Linked DNA regions of Rattus norvegicus: region 2 is linked to region 1. The links are chromatin contacts, called in public Hi-C maps. All regions are on one chromosome and are shown on one strand. Each heading gives the region's core, a stretch centred on a gene start, on an enhancer-like site or on the middle of the called end of the contact. The rest is flanking DNA. Distances are from core to core; before and after follow the strand shown.

Region 1 (4,149 bases), core at 962-3,461:
TACTAGTTTATCTGTCCCAATTCTTATTCCTGTTGGAACAAATCAGCACAAATTCCGTGCCTTAGAATATCATCATAGGATTCTCTTGTGGTGCCAGAGGTCAGAATTCTACTGTTTCCTTCCCCTGGCTAAAGTCAAGATGGGAAGGAGATGTGTTTCTTGGGGAAGCACTTGGAGAGAGTGTGTTTCTGACTCTTCTGGGTTTTGGGGCTCATGGCCTCTTGCTCTCTTGTTAACTCCAGAAGCCTAGTGTCTTTAGATCTTTCCCCGTTACCGTTGAAACTTGGCCTTTCTTCTCCATAAGAACCTTTGTCACCAAAAAGAAGAGCCCAGGATTTATATCTCAAAAATCCTTAATCCAATTCCATCTGCAAAATCTTTCTGTGGTATGAGGTCATAGTGATGGGTTCTAGGAATGAAGTGGACATCTTTAGGCTTCGATATTTACCCTAATGTGCATTGAGTCAAACCCTATGTATTGATTTTAAATAAATAATAAAAAAAGATTTGCTATTGACAAGTCCATGTGATTTTATCCAAAACTTCTCAATGGGCACAATTACCATGAATGCTGGTGATAAAAGGGATGGTCAGGAGTGGTGGCCCACACCTATAATCCCAGCATTGAGAAGGTTGGTTCAGGATGACTGTGAGTCAGAGTCTGACCAGCTACACAGTTGAGTCCTTGTTCAGAAAGCATAGGAAGGGGGTGGTTTTGCCATCAGCTGCCAGCCCTGTGCTCAGCCTGTTGTTTCGGGAACAGTGTATCTGGCAATTTCTAGCCGACCATGTATGTTAGTGGAGGCTAAGGTCCTTCCCAGGAAGCATCCGTGGGTTTCTCGCACCAAAGCCACTTACCTCGCTATAGGTTCAGGTGAGGTCAGCACAAGGACTGTAGAAGGAGACCCTCCCTACAGAAGGAGGAAGTTCCTCTGTGAGACAACAAGACCTTCCAGTGGATATCACCACACTCTGTTGTGGAGAGGGCAGCATGGGACCCTTCTGTTCTATAATGTGTGAGAGAGACAGGAGAAAAATCACATACCACACAGGAGCTTGAGACTAAAGGGGAGAAATGGCTTTACACTTGTGTATCTTCTTCACTGTGAATTGGGGGGAGGGTACCAATTTTGATTTTCTACAATATTTCTTTTACCCACAAATCAACACATATCATCTAACATATGATCTAATACAGTGCCAAGCACAGAGACCCTAAGATGTCTATATTCAACATTACATTCAGTTATTTATCCTGGTCAGTGGGTTTTGGGGCACCCTTAACCTCCTTGTTACTAAGACTTCATTCTTCATCTCATTTTCACGCTGGTCTGTGGTTTACCTTTGCGTATATTTTCTTTAATGATAATTCTGGAGGGTCCCTCCCGGGCAAAATTCAAACTTTTATCTGTGGAGGAAAACCCAAGGCTGGTTAGGATCCGTGGAGGTAGAGAAAAGGGAGGCGACCCTCCTCCCCCAACTTCTGTGGGTGCCCTCTTCCAAGACATTCTCTTTATTACCAATTGCCTTCTCCAAGTGAGAAAAAAATAAACTAATTTTATATCTATTCAGTCCAATAAAGCTCATTGTCCTACCTCCACCCCCCGTGATAAGAGGCAGGAACAGTTCATTTTCCATTGCTAAGCAACGGCAGAAAACAGTGATCGGCATCTGTGCCCGGCCTCACCGGCTGATAGGGATCGCTGTCTAAAGTTCATGTTTGCATTCTGAAGTCAACAGTAATTGTAGTTCCCGATTAGTCTTCATTAGGATAGTTTATGGCTGGCCTAACTCCAGTCTCCACTCAGTGGTTTGAATGTACTGTCTTCCTAGGGAAAGAAATATTTGGCAGTAAAAACCCTTGTGCGGATTTCCTCCGCTCATTTCCCTTCGGTGGGCCAGGAAAGTACGGTCCACACCCGTAGTTCCCTGGCCTGGGACAGCAAGGCCACTGTTGGAGGCATTGGAGGAATCGGGTGGAAAAGAAGGCTGTGTACTCCTGGGCTGGCTTCTGTCTACTCTACGGAAAAAGTAGGTCAGTGGCGCACAGGTCTGTTTGGTAAAAGAGTTCTTGCAATTTGGGGCCCAAAGCACGACCCGTCTTTCCAGAGCAAAGGTATGTAGGGCCTTTCTTTCCATAGACCTGAGTCTCCTGCCCGCCTGCCTGGCTCAGGAATGGGTCAAACACTGGCTTTACTGTAGTGGTTCAGTCTCAGCCAACTTGAAAGCGCCGCTCTAGGCCACCAGCTCCCAGGTGTTGACTCACCCTGAGGCTGAGAGCCTGGCAGCCTAATATGGCAGCAGCCCAGGCCCTTACATAACTTGCCCTTTTAGCCCTAGCTCAAAGTTCCAAGGCTGATCGGGGAAAACAAATACAGAAAACAGCTTCGAGCAATTCATGAGCGTGTTACCCTCCTTTTTAGACCCCATCCTCAGACGTCTGTTTACCCTCAGCACTTTTCAGAGACAGTGTGGCTCCTGACTGCCCTCCTATACCCCATCCCCTAGAGTTGCATTGGATTTCTTAGAGCCGTGGTGGAAAACAAGCCTACTTGCGCCCCCTAGTGTACATGCGAATCAAAGCATTGCAAATTGAGTACCAAGAGCTTGCCGCCTCCAAGAGATTGGGGCAGCCCCGTGTCTTGAGGTCTAGGGCGGGGACCAGAAACCATACTTAAGTCTTGTCCTCCACCCCACCCTCACCCAGTTGTGCTCTTCTTGAGCCTTCCGCTTGTAATCTAAATCAAGTACTCGAAACGCGCCAAGCTCATGGGAGACAAGGGAATCTTTGCTAGTGGCGGACAGTGTGGCCGGAAACAGACACTATCGAGTCAAAGTCCAGTTGTTTTGCTACAGTCGTTAAGTTGTGCCATCCGTGTCTCTCAGACCCTTTGGGGTGATGATTCCCTAACAGAAGGAGAAACTCTGAATTGAACAGCGAGTTTCTTGGAACCTGATCATCTTGTACGTCTTCTGTCACCAAAGGAAGATAGGAGAGAGTCCAAGAAAATACACAATCTGGTCAGAATCTGAGGTAGGGGCACTGAGACCTGAGGAGGGTACCAGGAACCATGAGGACACTAGGAAAAACTGAAAACCATCTTCTCAGGGTAAAGAGGAAATTTGCCTCCAGAAAGCTTGGATCCGCAACCTGAGTAAGTTACTTGGACACTCTTCCCAGGTTGACTCACTTGATTGAAGTCAAGCGCGGGCTGGCAAATGCATTTCATATCCTGCACCAACCTTAGTGAAGTATGAAGCCTAAAATGTTGAATTGAGAGTGTTCCTGAAGGTTCAGTTTGATAAAAAGTATCGTGATTGATTAATAATGTCTGCTGTGAGCATAGAACATATGAGTCCTGGCATACATGGTGAACATGCAAGGAAGTAGGGGCGTGTGTGTTTTGTACAGAAGATATGCCATAGTATTCATTATTTTCATTATAAGTGGGATTAAATTGATTCCTAAGTTTTCTTGGGTCTAGAGAACTTATTCTCACCATTCCCCTCCTTACTCTGCAAAACCCCATGACTGACCAACCGGAAGGCTGACGTGGGAGAAAAACAGAATGGCGGTGAGAATATGTCTGAGTTTCTCCTCTCCTAAGATACAGAGTTATGACACCACGGAGGGATTAACCGAATGTGACTGCAGGCGCAGAGAGCTAGCAAGTGCTTTGAGCATGTGGAGAAAGGGCGGGACCGTCCAAAAGCTCCTAAGTAGTTTACAGACACCCTTGTGAGTTACTCAGTCCAGAAGAGCTCACTGGAGAACAAGGTCACTGCCTGCACATCATAAACACAAGACGTGGAAGAGGTGGCTCCAGGGTACAGTGCTCAACTCCCTCTGACCCCGCAGACTGTTACACAGCCTCCTGTGGAAGAGAGCAGAAGTGATGTATCTCCTTCCCCGTTCTATTTGGTTGATGTCCTCTCTCTGTGTGGTTGCCACATCTTTAGGGAACTCACATAGCACCTCAGGCTGTCCTTAAGGCGCCTTTCACCATCTGAACTAAGTATCTGTAAAACGATTTGCACATCAGTTATTCTCTGCTAGCCTGGAAGGCTCGAGAGAAGTCCTGAACGTTATTTGTCACCGCGTCCTAGGGACCACCTAAAGGACTTCCTAGCACAGAGTAGATACTCAAC
Region 2 (4,130 bases), core at 1,133-3,632, 1.0 Mb before region 1:
GTGATGTGTGTGTGTGTGTGTGTGTGTGTGTGTGTGTGTATGTGAGTGTGTGCCTGTGCGTGTGTATTCTGAGGCCACTTCTTGTCATAAAGTATTCCTTTAGACCGTTACTCCACGTGTGTTTCTCCATCATCAGGGATGGTCATGTGGGCAGTGTCACTGACAAGGCCAAGTGCACTCTCAGTCACATGCTTTTATCAGTGTGTGCACGTGTGGTGGACATTCTGGTCACAGCCTTCAGAGACACCGTTTTCCAAAGCAGCGGAATACCTTTACTGTCTCTTAGCAGCCTACGAACCTCTCTCCAGCACTGGTGCTGTCCATGTTTGATGCCTCAGCCACCCTAGGAGAATGCAGTGGTGTCTCATGTGGTTCTCGCGTGCAAACTTCACGGCCCCACTGGCTTCTTCTGCTAAGCACTTGCTGGAATGCTTTATTTATTTTTTGAAAATATGGTGGCTGTACGACTTACAGTCCACAAAACTTACCCATTTTAAATGTTGAGTTCAACAAAATTCGGTGAAAATATAGCTGTATTACACCACTATCTTCCCAAATTTAACACGGTCACCATAGCAAAACTTAAAGGAAGGGGGCTGGGAAGACAGCTTTCTGGGTGAGAGTCACAAATTCAAGGGCCTGAGTTTGGCTCTCAGCACCCAGGACAGGAGCCGAATGTGGACGCCTGTAAATCAAGCACTGTGGATGCTGGGTGGAGGCAGGAAGATCATTGGGGGTTGCTGAATTCCAGCCTAGTTCAAGGGTCAGTGAGAGATTCCGCCTCAAAACAACGAGACAGAGAGTGACAGAGCAGGACACCCACATTCTTCTCTGGCCACTGTTTACAGAGACACAGATGTGCACTTCCTTACATATGTGCGCACACACCATACATGTGCACCACACACAGAGTCACAGACACACAGACACAGACACACATACAGACCAAGATACACACAGATACATACAGATACACACAGATACATACAGATACACACACACATACACACACCCACTCACACACACATACACACACATACACACACACTCACACACACTCACACATACACTCACATACACATACACACACACTCACACATACACACACACTCACACATACACTCACACACATACACATACACACTCACACGCACACACTCACAATACACACACTCACATACACACACTCACACACACACTCACACACATACACACACTCACACATGCACACACACTCACACACACACTCACACACACACACACACCTTAAAGGAAAAACAGACCTAGGAGAGAGAAAGGTACACATAGAAATAAAAGGTTCTGGATTCTTTGCCCCATCTGCTGCTCTAGGAATGAGACTCAAGGACAATCACTCTTAGGTCCTGGGGTTCCCTTTAGAAAGGGGGCTGGCACCTTGGTCCCTGATATCACAGACCAGTGTGTGTGTCAGATGCTGGAGCACCAGAGGTGCTGGTGGGAGCTCAAGTGAGGGAGTCTCAGGGACAGCGAGCCTGTTCCCTGTTTCCCTCAGTCCCGACCATAGGTGACAGCCCACAGTGACAGTGGGAGGAGGTGGCAGCTGCGGGTTTCCTACACACCTGTCACTTGTCCTGGATAAGCAGAAGCCTCCCAAAGCAGCTGCTGGAGGTTTTCATGGATCCCAACTAAAAGACTGTTGTAACCCTGGCCGGGGGAGGACCGAGAAGTCGACCCTTGAGGGGAGGGTCTGATAGTGGTCATGAGAGGTCATTAACAAGGTATGTTGGTCATATCTACCCCACACTAACTCTTCTTCCCCTTCCTGGAGTCCTGTCCCGGCATGTTGTCCCCCACCTCATGCTCTCTCCTTTTTATGAAATAACTCATGAGTTCGACTGGTGTTTGCGTCATGTGCACGAGAGTGGGGCCATTCACTAGAGCATGGGGAATCTATCACATGTGTACATGGGTACCGTGCACATATGGAGGTCAGAGGACAGCACTCTACAGTTGGCTCTCTCCTTCCACTGTGGGCTCAGCCCACTGAGACATCTCATGCCCCCAGCCCCACTTACCCCTTTAACCCCGTATTGCTCCTCTCTCTTTATATCTCATGTGCTCTATTCTCTTACTCAGCCCCCCTTTAGGGAACCTTCCCCTCCCCTCTCATGGGCCATACTGACTTCTTGGCTTATACAGACCTCCCCACTCCCATTGTAAGAATTTCCCAGTTATGACTAGGGTGACAGTTGTAGGTCTCAATCTCTTTTTGAGACTACATGGCAGTGATCCTGTCTGTTTCCTGGAAACCATGACAGCTTGTGGCTCCATAAGGGGACAAAGCCTTGAAGGGCCACAGGTGCATCCTGGGACAGGAGCTAGGCAGCCGCCATCTGAGCTGACCTCTGCCTAGTCTGAGCTTGGCTCTGCCTGAGCCTTCCCACACCACCCTAGCAGAGCCACCCAGCAGCACATTCCTCTGTGTCCCTACAGGCGTTCTCCAATCCTCAGAAGACATCTCTGTGTGCCCAGGGAAGTCCTTGAGGAGGTAGGATTAGGTGTGATGTGTAAACAGGGACGCTCCCCAAATGTCAAAGCGTGCCACATTGGCTGTCTTGGCAAAGCCTTCTTGACAGATTAACCTCCCTGGGGGAACCTGAGCAAGCAGCAAGTCCCTGTGGCATTTTAACAGCTGAGACACCAGCTGCCTAACAGATTCCAGCCAGCAGGGAGAGAGCCATCTATGGAATGCTGCTGCAGGATGCAGAGTAAAGGCCTGTACTCAGGTGTGCCTTGGGCCCTCCCCAGGCAGAGCAGTGGTGCAGATGAGGTCTGGCTCCACCAAAGGAGAGAAAAGCTTACTCCAGCTGAGCCTGATCCGCCTCAACCACAGACTCAGCAGCTCATTGCTGTTGTTGCCTTTGAGGCTTGAGGCTTGGTACTATATGCAGTGGTATATATGCTGCGGTACTACATGCAGTGGTACTGCATGCAATGATATTACACTCAGTGATATTACATGCAGTGGTATATATGTAGTGGTACTACATGTGGTGGTACTGCATGCAGTGATATTACATGCAGTGGTACTGTATGCAGTGAGACTACATGCAGTGATATTACATGCAGTGGTACTACATGCAGTGATGTTACATACAGTGGTATTATATGCAGTGATATTACATGCAGTGGTACTACATGCAGTGATGTTACATACAGTGGTATTATATGCAGTGATACTACATGAAGTGATATTACATGCAGTGGTACTACATGCAGTGGTCTTATATGCAGCTGTACTACATACAGTGGTACTCATGCAGTGGTACTACATGCAGTGTTAATACATGCAGTGGTATTATATGCAGTGGTACTATATTCAGTGTTCACTTTATACAGTGGTACTCATGCAGTGGTACTTATGCAGTGGTACTACATGCAGCCATACTTCATACAGTGATACTACATACAGTGGTACTAAATACAGTGGTACTCATGCAGTGGTACTCATGCAGTGGTACTTATGCAGTGATACTACATACAGAGGTACTACATGCAGTAGTACTACATACAGTGGTACTAAATACAGTGGTACTCATGCAGTGGTACTTATGCAGTGGTACTACATGCAGCCATACTTCATACAGTGATACTACATACAGTGGTACTACGTACAGTGGTACTCATGCAGTGGTACTACATGCAGTGGTACTACATGCAGAGGTACTACATGCAGCAGTACTACATACAGTGGTACTACATACAGAGGTACTACATACAGAGGTACTACATGCAGCAGTACTACATACAGCGGTACTACGTACAGTGGTATTCATGCAGTGGTACTACATGCAGTGGTACTACATGCAGTGGTACTTATGCAGTGATACTACATACAGAGGTACTACATGCAGCAGTACTACATGCAGTGGTACTACATACAGAGGTACTACATGCAGTGGTACTACATACAGAGGTACTACATGCAGTGGTACTACATACAGAGGTACTACATGCAGTGGTACTACATACAGTGGTACTACATACAGTGGTACTCATGCAGTGGTACTACATGCAGTGGTACTACATACAGTGGTACTACATGCAGTGGTACTACATGCAGTGGTACTACATGCAGTGGTACTACATAC

The links. Hi-C and Micro-C count contacts between places; a contact is called where the count stands out from the background.
Region 2: a contact with region 1 is called in a Hi-C map of psoas muscle, with 3 times the contacts expected there. The contact joins two enhancer-like sites. A contact is called at or near these places in 4 of 12 Hi-C or Micro-C datasets (Schwann cells, frontal cortex, mammary epithelial cells and 1 more).

What each region holds. Positions count from the first base shown.
Region 1 is chr6:124,096,708-124,100,856 of GRCr8, reverse strand. It overlaps LOC102550434 (a long non-coding RNA gene), which reads right to left. Exons shown (of 10, transcript XR_010052802.1): 3 at 1,688-1,829; 4 at 1,343-1,408; 5 at 859-1,007. Among named protein-coding and RNA genes, the nearest start is that of Cpg1, 57 kb to the right of the region's middle. Within about 2 kb of position 2,211, at least 24 of the 93 cell types and tissues checked have an H3K27ac peak or open chromatin away from gene starts, as enhancers often do.
Region 2 is chr6:125,112,908-125,117,037 of GRCr8, reverse strand. No RefSeq gene overlaps it. Among named protein-coding and RNA genes, the nearest start is that of Psmc1, 7.5 kb to the left of the region's middle. Within about 2 kb of position 2,382, at least 1 of the 93 cell types and tissues checked has an H3K27ac peak or open chromatin away from gene starts, as enhancers often do.